Regions from separate parts of the Mus musculus genome. Here region 1 is linked to region 2. A link is a contact called in public promoter capture Hi-C data. All regions are on one chromosome and are shown on one strand. Each heading gives the region's core, a stretch centred on a gene start, on an enhancer-like site or on the middle of the called end of the contact. The rest is flanking DNA. Distances are from core to core; before and after follow the strand shown. Region 1 overlaps L3mbtl3 (L3MBTL3 histone methyl-lysine binding protein). Region 2 holds the start of Med23 (mediator complex subunit 23).

What was found. Promoter capture Hi-C pulls out the DNA fragments that hold promoters and counts their contacts.
Region 1: a promoter capture Hi-C map of hippocampal neurons shows a contact between it and region 2, with 7 times the contacts expected there. The contact joins the enhancer-like site here to the promoter of Med23 in region 2. A contact is called at or near these places in 5 of 39 promoter capture datasets (embryonic stem cells, hippocampal neurons, liver and 1 more), 1 of 115 datasets of contacts at active chromatin or transcription factors (large pre-B cells) and 1 of 9 other capture datasets (adipose tissue).

What each region holds. Positions count from the first base shown.
Region 1 is chr10:26,326,306-26,330,539 of GRCm38.p6, forward strand. L3mbtl3 (L3MBTL3 histone methyl-lysine binding protein) reads right to left here. Exons shown (of 22, transcript NM_001359254.1): 11 at 3,870-3,961; 12 at 1,382-1,533. Among named protein-coding and RNA genes, the nearest start is that of L3mbtl3, 46 kb to the right of the region's middle. Within about 2 kb of position 1,611, at least 35 of the 459 cell types and tissues checked have an H3K27ac peak or open chromatin away from gene starts, as enhancers often do. A contact at or near this core is called in hippocampal neurons, where this site is marked.
Region 2 is chr10:24,868,461-24,872,969 of GRCm38.p6, forward strand. It overlaps Med23 (mediator complex subunit 23), which reads left to right and starts at 1,526. Exons shown (of 30, transcript NM_001166416.1): 1 at 1,526-1,686; 2 at 1,994-2,025; 3 at 2,204-2,291. The coding sequence starts at 1,639.

The DNA.
Region 1 (4,234 bases), core at 361-2,860, 1.5 Mb after region 2:
TTTTGCTGACAATTAACAAAATATCATTTCATGTCAATAGAAACATAAGTAGCCCTCAAAGACATCCCAGTCTGAAGATAAAGGCATTAGTGTATGCTTTTAAATATGCAGAATGAGTTATAAGAGAGCAGATTTCCCTTTGCATTTATCAGAAGGAAGCAGGGTTCTATCTGTTTATTCACCAGGGCACTTGTGAAAAGCTTCCCATGGTCATTACTTTCTTCCAGAAATCCATGTGCAGAGTCAATGTCATACTGAAGAAGTAATTATGGCTTTAAAACACTGTGATGTCCTGGACAACAGAGGCAGGTTGATCTCTGTGAGTTCAAGGCCAGCCCTGTTCTGCACCTCAAGTTTCAGGAAAGTTAGGGCAATACAAAGAGACTTTGTACTTTAAGAGCATCATACTATGAAAATGGTAAGATAATATAATAATAAAAAATATTCCTTAAATGATATCATTTGTATTCAGCTATCTGAATGGTTCAATTAGCTGAGTATAAATATATGGAAAGATAGTTAAAATTCTCAAAGAGTTATACAAGACTCTCAAGATGAGGAAGAAAATGAGCCTGTGCATGCTCAGACATGGAGGCATGTGTTGGGAATTCAGGAATACAAATTTTATGTTTGTTAAATCAAATACACATCCTGAGTCATTTCAAAGGATTTCATTAGAAATATATTGTACTAGAGATACAATATGGGGCATGCTTCTTCTTCTTCTTCTTTTTTTTTTTTTTTTTTTTTTTTTTGGTTTTTCGAGACAGGGTTTCTCTGTGTAGCCCTGACTGTCCTGAAACTCACTCTGTAGACCAGGCTGGCCTCGAACTCAGAAATCCGCCTGCCTCTGCCTCCCAAGTGCTGGGATTAAAGGTGTGGGCCACCACTCCTGGCATGGGACATGCTTAAAAATATAATGTAGAACAAGCTTACAAACCTGTAATACAAAAAAGTGGAGCAGAATTTTGATTTAATTTTTGCTTTTTATTTTCTTTCTTTTCTCTTATAGTATTTTATTTTATTTTTCTGTGTATGGGTAATTTGCCTGCTTATATTTCTGTGTACCGTGTGTGCAGTGCTCAGACAACAGAAGGGGGCACTTGACTCCCCAGAGACAAAGTTAAGGGTAGTCATGACTTGCCATGTGAGCACTGTTATTCTTTTCAAGACAGTCTCACAATTCCCTAGGTAGCAGAGGATGGCCTTGAGCCCCGATCCTCCTGCACCACCTCCTAAGAGCGAGGCTGACGTCAGTCATAGTTAGAACTTTTGGGCTTCTTATGAACTTCATATTGTCCCTTATTTTGAACTGTGTACTGATTTTTTTCCCTAGATAAGCATTAAAATTTCAAAAGCGTTGTAATGGAAACTGTCTCACCAATAGTCATAGCTCTCATCCCAGTTGTCAAAATGTACCAGGAAACGATTGTCCACCATATCTGTTACCGTAGCAACACAGATGACAGAAGGGCTCTTTTTGTCTGCAGCCTCGAGCTTCATCCCAACTCGAAAGCCTGACGGGATCACTGTCTATGGAAACACGCAGATTTAATTAGAGATGAGCGCGCACTTCAGCAGCAAAGACCTACACACTCTGTACCCTGCTTCAAGGACAGGCATTCACAGCTTCTTTCACCTCATTTAGAACCGCTATTGGCCGCCTCACAGTGGGGTTGCTTTCTACTGGCAACAAAGACAAACAAAGCTCTACGTTACATTCAATTAACTGGGCCTCAGAACTAAACACCCCCAAGCTTGCAGAGTTTAAAATAATTAATTTCAGCACGTGCTTTAATACCTTAGTTAGGAGACGGATACTAGGCAGGCAAGTCTGAGTCAACACATGGCTTATTTGGCCTTCTTTTCCTTGATTTCAGATCGGACAATGAAAATTATTTCACAGAAAAGATGCACTTAATTCTCTTAAAAATGTGGAGTCATTACTAATTCACTTTTAGCTCTGTGAACATCTCTCAAGTACTCGCTCAAGAAAGTAGGTCACCTTCCTATATGAAAAGCTTCAAGCTATTACAAGTTTGGCTTGCTACTACAGAAAGTTCTGTTCACAGCAGCTGCAGCGGAGCTCCCTGTCAACATACACTGTCATTAGGAATATTAAGTATTTTAAGGAAATCCACATAGTATCAGCCATAAAAGTTCACTAAGCTAGTGCTTGAGGGAAACCAATGTGTAAGTAACCCTCACAATTTTTTGTGGAAAAATATCGTAATCTCAGAGTACGATACTGGAATATTCCTTATGTCAGCCACAAAACAATGTAAGTCATTTCTACCCTCCAGTGAAAATCCTTCATTTCAAACCGAAGCATATGGGTAACACTGTAATGCTTTAAGCAAGTAAATGCTACAAAGTAAAACTATACAAGTAGAGTTGCAAAAATGTAGCCCAATATATCTGAAAATGCTGTTAAGACCTAAGTGAATTAAATAGGCACATGCAAATAATATACAGAGCACTTAACATACATTTGAACCCTGAAATTATATATTTATAATATTTATCACATAATTTTAATATCTATTTATGACCATAAATACCTGACTATTCTGAGGTGGAGAATGTAGACATAGATTTAACTCTCCAATGCCAAAACACAGCCTAAGATTAGGTTGTGTGTTAACCATGTCTAGAATCTAGTGATGGTTCAGGGCAGTTAATCACGACATGGTGCAAGTCATTACTAGAGGAGCAGCTATGGGGCAGAGACACAGGCTGCTGCACATCCACCCCACTGACTTTTCTCCAGGGATACATCTTGTCAGAGAACACTTATGGGGGTGGGGGGAACACTTACATTCCACTGATTAAGCTGTCGGCCCAATTAAGAGATAATAAAATAGGCTGACCATATTCTCTCTCTTTCTCCTTTTAATCTTTAATTCGACATAATTTATGTTCAATTTAATCAGAGCATATTTCTTCCATTAGATTTGTACCCTCAAAACAGCTGCCTGACATCACTGCCCAGACTGAAAGTTTTCCCTGATGCTAATACCTGTTCCATCTGGAGGGAACCCTGAGAGTGTCACTGCTGCCCCTCTGTCCTCTTTACTCCCTGCTACCTAAAGGATGAATCCAGAGCAGGAGGATGCTCAGACTCTTACTAGAGACCCAGGCTGCAGAGAGTCTGTTCTACTGTCCACTGAGGGCACTGGAAAACCTTAATTCCAGGGTTCAGAATCATGAGGTTCATTTATCTGCAGTGAAAGGTTGTATGTGCCCTTGCATCTAGTCCTTGTGAGCCATAAGAATGACATATTTTATTTGCTGCGCTTAGATAATATCTTGGAGAGGGAAGGGTGCAATGCATCAGGACACCTTGGATATGCCACGGGAGGAACACAGAGTGAAAGCACAAAGACAGACAAGAAACAGAAAATGCACCCACATCTGCCTTTGCTTTTCCTACAATAACTATGACCACCAAAGGTATAAGCTTCAATAAAGGCATAGCAGAGTCCCTAGTGACCTCCCGCCAGCAACTCAAACAGGGCTACATCCATCACACCATGTGAATTCCGGCTGAGCAGCGCTCCTAATTAAATGAAGGTAACAGTATAATGTTTCAACCGATTTTATTTTTATCCATCTTAATTGTAAGTCACACCTGGATTTCATATTATGTTGTCTTCTACCATTGAGTAAGACAACCATAATATGGTTATAAATTGACATTTATTCATGAAGAATTTAAGCTAATTTTAAAGTTTAATTAAGACATGGGAACTCTACTTACCAAGGCAATAAATTTTATTATAGCTCCTTGTTATTGCTTGTGATTTATCCTATGAGACACTTTAAAAAAATCACTTATTCTGAAAGAAAAGTACGTTAGATGCACTTACTATGTTCTGATTTTCAAATAATGACTTGGGAGCAGCCTGGGCTTTGCAAGTCTTAAGGTAGGACTGCCAATTAAATTCTTCTTCTTTATACCCTAGAGTGAAAGCACATGTGGACAGACTTAGGAACATTACAAAGAACCACCAGTCCTACTGCAATCAAATGGCTTTTTTTTTTTCAATAAATAAAATGTAACCCATAATTTATAACTTTATTATTTTTAGATACAGCTGGCGTTTAACTTTATTTTTTAACTCTAAATGGATATAATGATGAATGTACAGAAAAGGAACAAGGAAGGAAATATATTTGAACCTGACATGCTTTGTGGGGTCAAGCATCTTCTATCAACGTAGTAACCGTTCCA
Region 2 (4,509 bases), core at 276-2,775:
ATACAGTGATTGGATATCATTTACATTTGTTGGGAAGCTAAGTTTCTGCCAGACTATGACTGGAAAATCACCAGCTTCTTGCCCATAAGCTCTCAGGAAGCAGTGCCTGCTTCACTGTTAGAGCAGAGCAGCTTCAGTTGCCTGAAACCCACATGAGAGATGGGAGTGGGAATGTGTCTTTACTGGTAAACTGTTTGTCTAGCAAGCAGGAAGCCCTGAGTTCAATCCTAACCCAAACCCTAGCACACCTAACCCTAACCCCAGGTCCAATCTGAAACCTAACCCAACACTTCTTCCTGGCAGATAGTCTCAGGGGCGTCCCATCTCTCGCCATGAGAAATAGAAGGATCAAATATTCAAGGTCACTCTGCTACATAGTAAGTTCATGGTCAACTTGGGATACAAAATACCCTGTCTCAAAACTATAAAATAAAATGAAGACGCCATGGAAACTCAAGATGGTCCTTACACGATTCCCCAGAAGCCCCTCTAATTCTCCAACATTGTGTTAAATTTAAATATTTTATTGGGAGGGTACTACACTGGTATGCCTTTTTGTAAGTCATCTATGCTTGAGGTAGGAGTTCCTAGTAATGAGGGTACCCGAGTCACGTGCTTCTATAAGAAACTATAATAAGCTCATTGTTTTACCAAGCTGGATTTGAATGAGATTTTTTTTTTTTTGAGGCAGGGTTACTCTGTGTAGCCTTGGCTGTCCTGGAACTCACTTTGTAGACCAGGCTGGCCTTGAACTCAGAAATCCACCTGCCTCTGCCTCCCAAGTGCTGGGATTAAAGGCGTGCACCATCACCGCCCGGCAAGATCCTTTCTTTAATCTGTCAATGTCCTCTATTTAGGGTTTATAAACATTTATTTACATCTCCCCAAAGAGGGAAAAGTCCTGTGAGAACTTATCTCCAGTCATGAAAACCAATTAAAAAAATATGGACTTAAATACCAAAGCTAGAACAAAGTTTCTGGAAGAAAACATTGACGAATAGCCTTTGGATAGACAAAAATTTCTTCATACTAAGACAATAAAAAAAAAAGTTTTCAGAAATTTACCAGGATGATGGGAAAATTGTTTTAAAATGATGTACTTAGTACCGCCACTTATTTGCGAATTAACAATAAAGGGTTTATTCTTTTTTTTTTTTTCAACATTCAATAAACGATGACGACACGCCCATCACTGTGCTAGCAACTGAGGGTACCATAGTGAAGACATGGGTCCTATTGGGCAAGAATAACGTGGTATCAACTGCTTCACGAGGTCAGCTCTTGACAGTCACCCACTTGGTTCTGGCCACAGCCCTTGTGATTCGGATCTGCAAATGAAACTCCAAACAGGTCGCAGTTCCGGCTCCAGCCAGGAGAGGGTGGCCTTGCCCGGGATCAAGCAGCGCTGTCAGCTTACGGGGTCACCTCTACGAGCGGAACCAACAGGCTGAGATACAGATTTCAGAGGGGCTGGTAACGGGTAAGCACCGGGCGGGCTCATTCGCCTGGCACCGAAGGAAGTAACAGAGCAAGAGAGAGCGGCGGCTTCCTGCTGGTGGCTCCGCCCCTCCGCTCCATTCTTTCCCGACCCTGGCTCTCACCCGTCTGTCGCCGGGTTCCCCGGGAGCCCGGGGCTCGATGGTACCGATGGAGACGCAACTGCAGAGCATTTTCGAGGAGGTGGTGGTGAGTGCCACTGTCCGTAAGCCAGAGCCATGGCTCCGGGAAGTGCAGGCTGCGTGCGGCTCCAGGCTGCGGGCCTGGGCCAGCTCCTTTCCCGCCCCTATGTTGACATAGGCGTCTGAACCGGGGTGGCGGTCCCCCCATCCCCGGACTGCTGCCAGATCTAAGAAAGTGCTGTTAGTTCCCGCCGCGGTCCCCATAAAAGTGTCGTGCTCTATCTGTATTGCCCGGGAATATTTCTCTCGGGGACATCTCCCACCCCGCCCCCTTTTAGTAGTCAGATCGTTTACTAGTTTTTGTTTGTTTGCAGAAAACAGAAATTATAGAAGAGGCCTTCCCAGGGTGAGTATGTGGCAGGCAGATCTTTGTGTGTGTGTGTGTGTTTTTTTAATTGTTGTTTGTAGATTTATCTTTGTTAGATTCCACTTAAGTTGGTTTTGAGGAGTTAAAAAAAATCTACCTTGCAGGATGTGTACCTGTTTAAAACTAGCAGCAGATAATGTGATTTTTGTTTTTTCAGAATGTTTATGGATACCCCCGAGGATGAAAAAACAAAACTAATTAGCTGCTTGGCGGCCTTCCGGCAGTTTTGGAGTGGACTTTCTCAGGTGAGACATTTCATGTTGAACATCCACTTAATGACGTTTGACGCCTTCCTTTTTACTTTTTACATCTTCTTTGATCTTTTTCTTAAGATCGTTTAGGAAAGGGAAAAATAAGACTGCTGTCATTTTATGTAAATGTACTTACTGGAGAACCTGTGTTAAAAGTTCAAGGTAATAAGATTGCAGTGGGAAATGTTTTAAAAATTTCCTTCTATGTTATATTATGTAAGGTAGTTTTTATCCTCTTTGTATAAATTGGCTTTGAATGGAAACAGATATGCTAAACTTTTCTCGTAAAAGAAAAATGTCACTATTCAAAAAATGGCCCAGTATTTATAAATATGTCCTCATAAAGACACTGTGATAGAGTCCCCACTAGAGTAGTATTTCTCATGATGCACTGTAGACAGAGAAGTGAGCCGCTGGGCTTTCTGTGCCTGTGAGCTAGTATAAAATTTGCCACCCAGTTATGGATCCTAAAGGCAATATGTTCATGTTTTAAACTTTCTATTTTCAACAGGTCATGCTTTGACGTGAACCTGAAATATATAAGGCAAGCGTGACCAAGCTCCACACGCTGGCCGTCTTCCTGATCTAGCTCAGCCACCTGCCCTTCCTGTCTGAAGCCAGCATCCTAGTTTGTGTTCCCAGAACTGTTTAGCTATAAGACTGTCTCTCTGTGTCCTGAGTTCTAGGATTATAAAGCCATCTTCGTTCTTTTCTCTTTAAACAGTGCTGGGGTGTGGGGGGTGAACACAGGGCCTCACACACTGGTCTCCGAACATGTGAACATGTGTCCACATGCTAGGCACACAGTCGTCTCTGAACTACATCCTCAGGCTCACAATTATTATTACTATTATTATTTTCTGCTTTTTGAGTTCGAGACCACGCTGGCCTCGAACTCAGAAATCCACCTGCCTCTGCCTCCCAAGTGCTGGGATTAAAGGCGTGCGCCACCACCGCCCGGCTCAGAATTATTTTTATAGAATCACCATATACCATAGGTATTGGTCAGCAGTTAGCTCTGTACTTCTCACCATTAATAATAAGTTCTAAAGGTATTTCAAGGAATTTTTTGAGTTACAGTTTCTTTCTTACTTCTTATAGCGGTGTAGCATATTGTTATGTGTCCTTACCACCTATATTTATTAACTACCTTCTTGCTTTCAAATTTTTCTTTCTTTTTTTCCAGATAGAGTTTTGTTATGTAGCCCAGGTTAGACTTGAACTTTTAGTCTGCCTTCCTCTGCTTCCTGGTGTCATAGGATAGACCACCATGCTTAGCTAGATGTTTCTCTTCACTTTTTACTTACTTTGGGTGTGAGTGTGTGTGTGTGTGTGTGTGTGTGTGTTCAAGACAGGGTTTCTCTATATAGCCCTGGCTGTCCTGGAACTTTGTTGAACAGGCTGGCCTCAAACTCAGAAATCCGCCTGCCTCTGCCTCTCAAGAGCTGGAATAAAAGGTGTGCGTCACCACCGCCGGCCCACTACTTTTTTTTTTTTTTTTCGAGACAGGCTTTCTCTGTATAGCCCTGGCTGTCCTGGAACTCACTTTATAGACCAGGCTGGCCTTAAAGTCAGAAATCTGCCTGTCTCTGCCTCCCAAGTGCTGGGATTAAAGGCGTGTGCCACCACTGCCCGGCCGGCCCACTACTTTTAAGTAGTGTTACAGTAAGTAGTACTATTGATCAGGCATAGGATTGAATATTGGGCATAATATTGGTATAAATCAAAAGCTTTTTTTTTTGTCTTAGTTATGGAGGGGAGGTGTATAACACACATGATATAATCTCAGTGTAACGCAGATTTGCCTGGGATTTGATCTGTAGTCCAGATTGGCCGTGAACTCATGACCCTCCTGTCTCTATGTCCTCAGTACTGAGATATACGCATTCATAATCACCCCAGCAATTTATAATTTTAAGGAAATTACCTAATTATTTCTTATAAGGGTTATCTAGTTTACATTATCAATACCAACAACCAATATAATTTCCTGAAGGCATATAATAAAATAGTAATACTTTCTTATCCTTGTGTATCAAGCACTGGGAAATTTTATCTTGGTAAAATTTACTTTTTATCTTTCAATATTTAGCACATTTTATGCATTTTTAATTTTAAAATATTTGTTGGTCTTTTTATTTTAACTTTGTGTGTGTGTATGTGTGTTTGTGTGTGTGTGTATGTGTGTGACAGTACTTGTGTACAGGTCAGA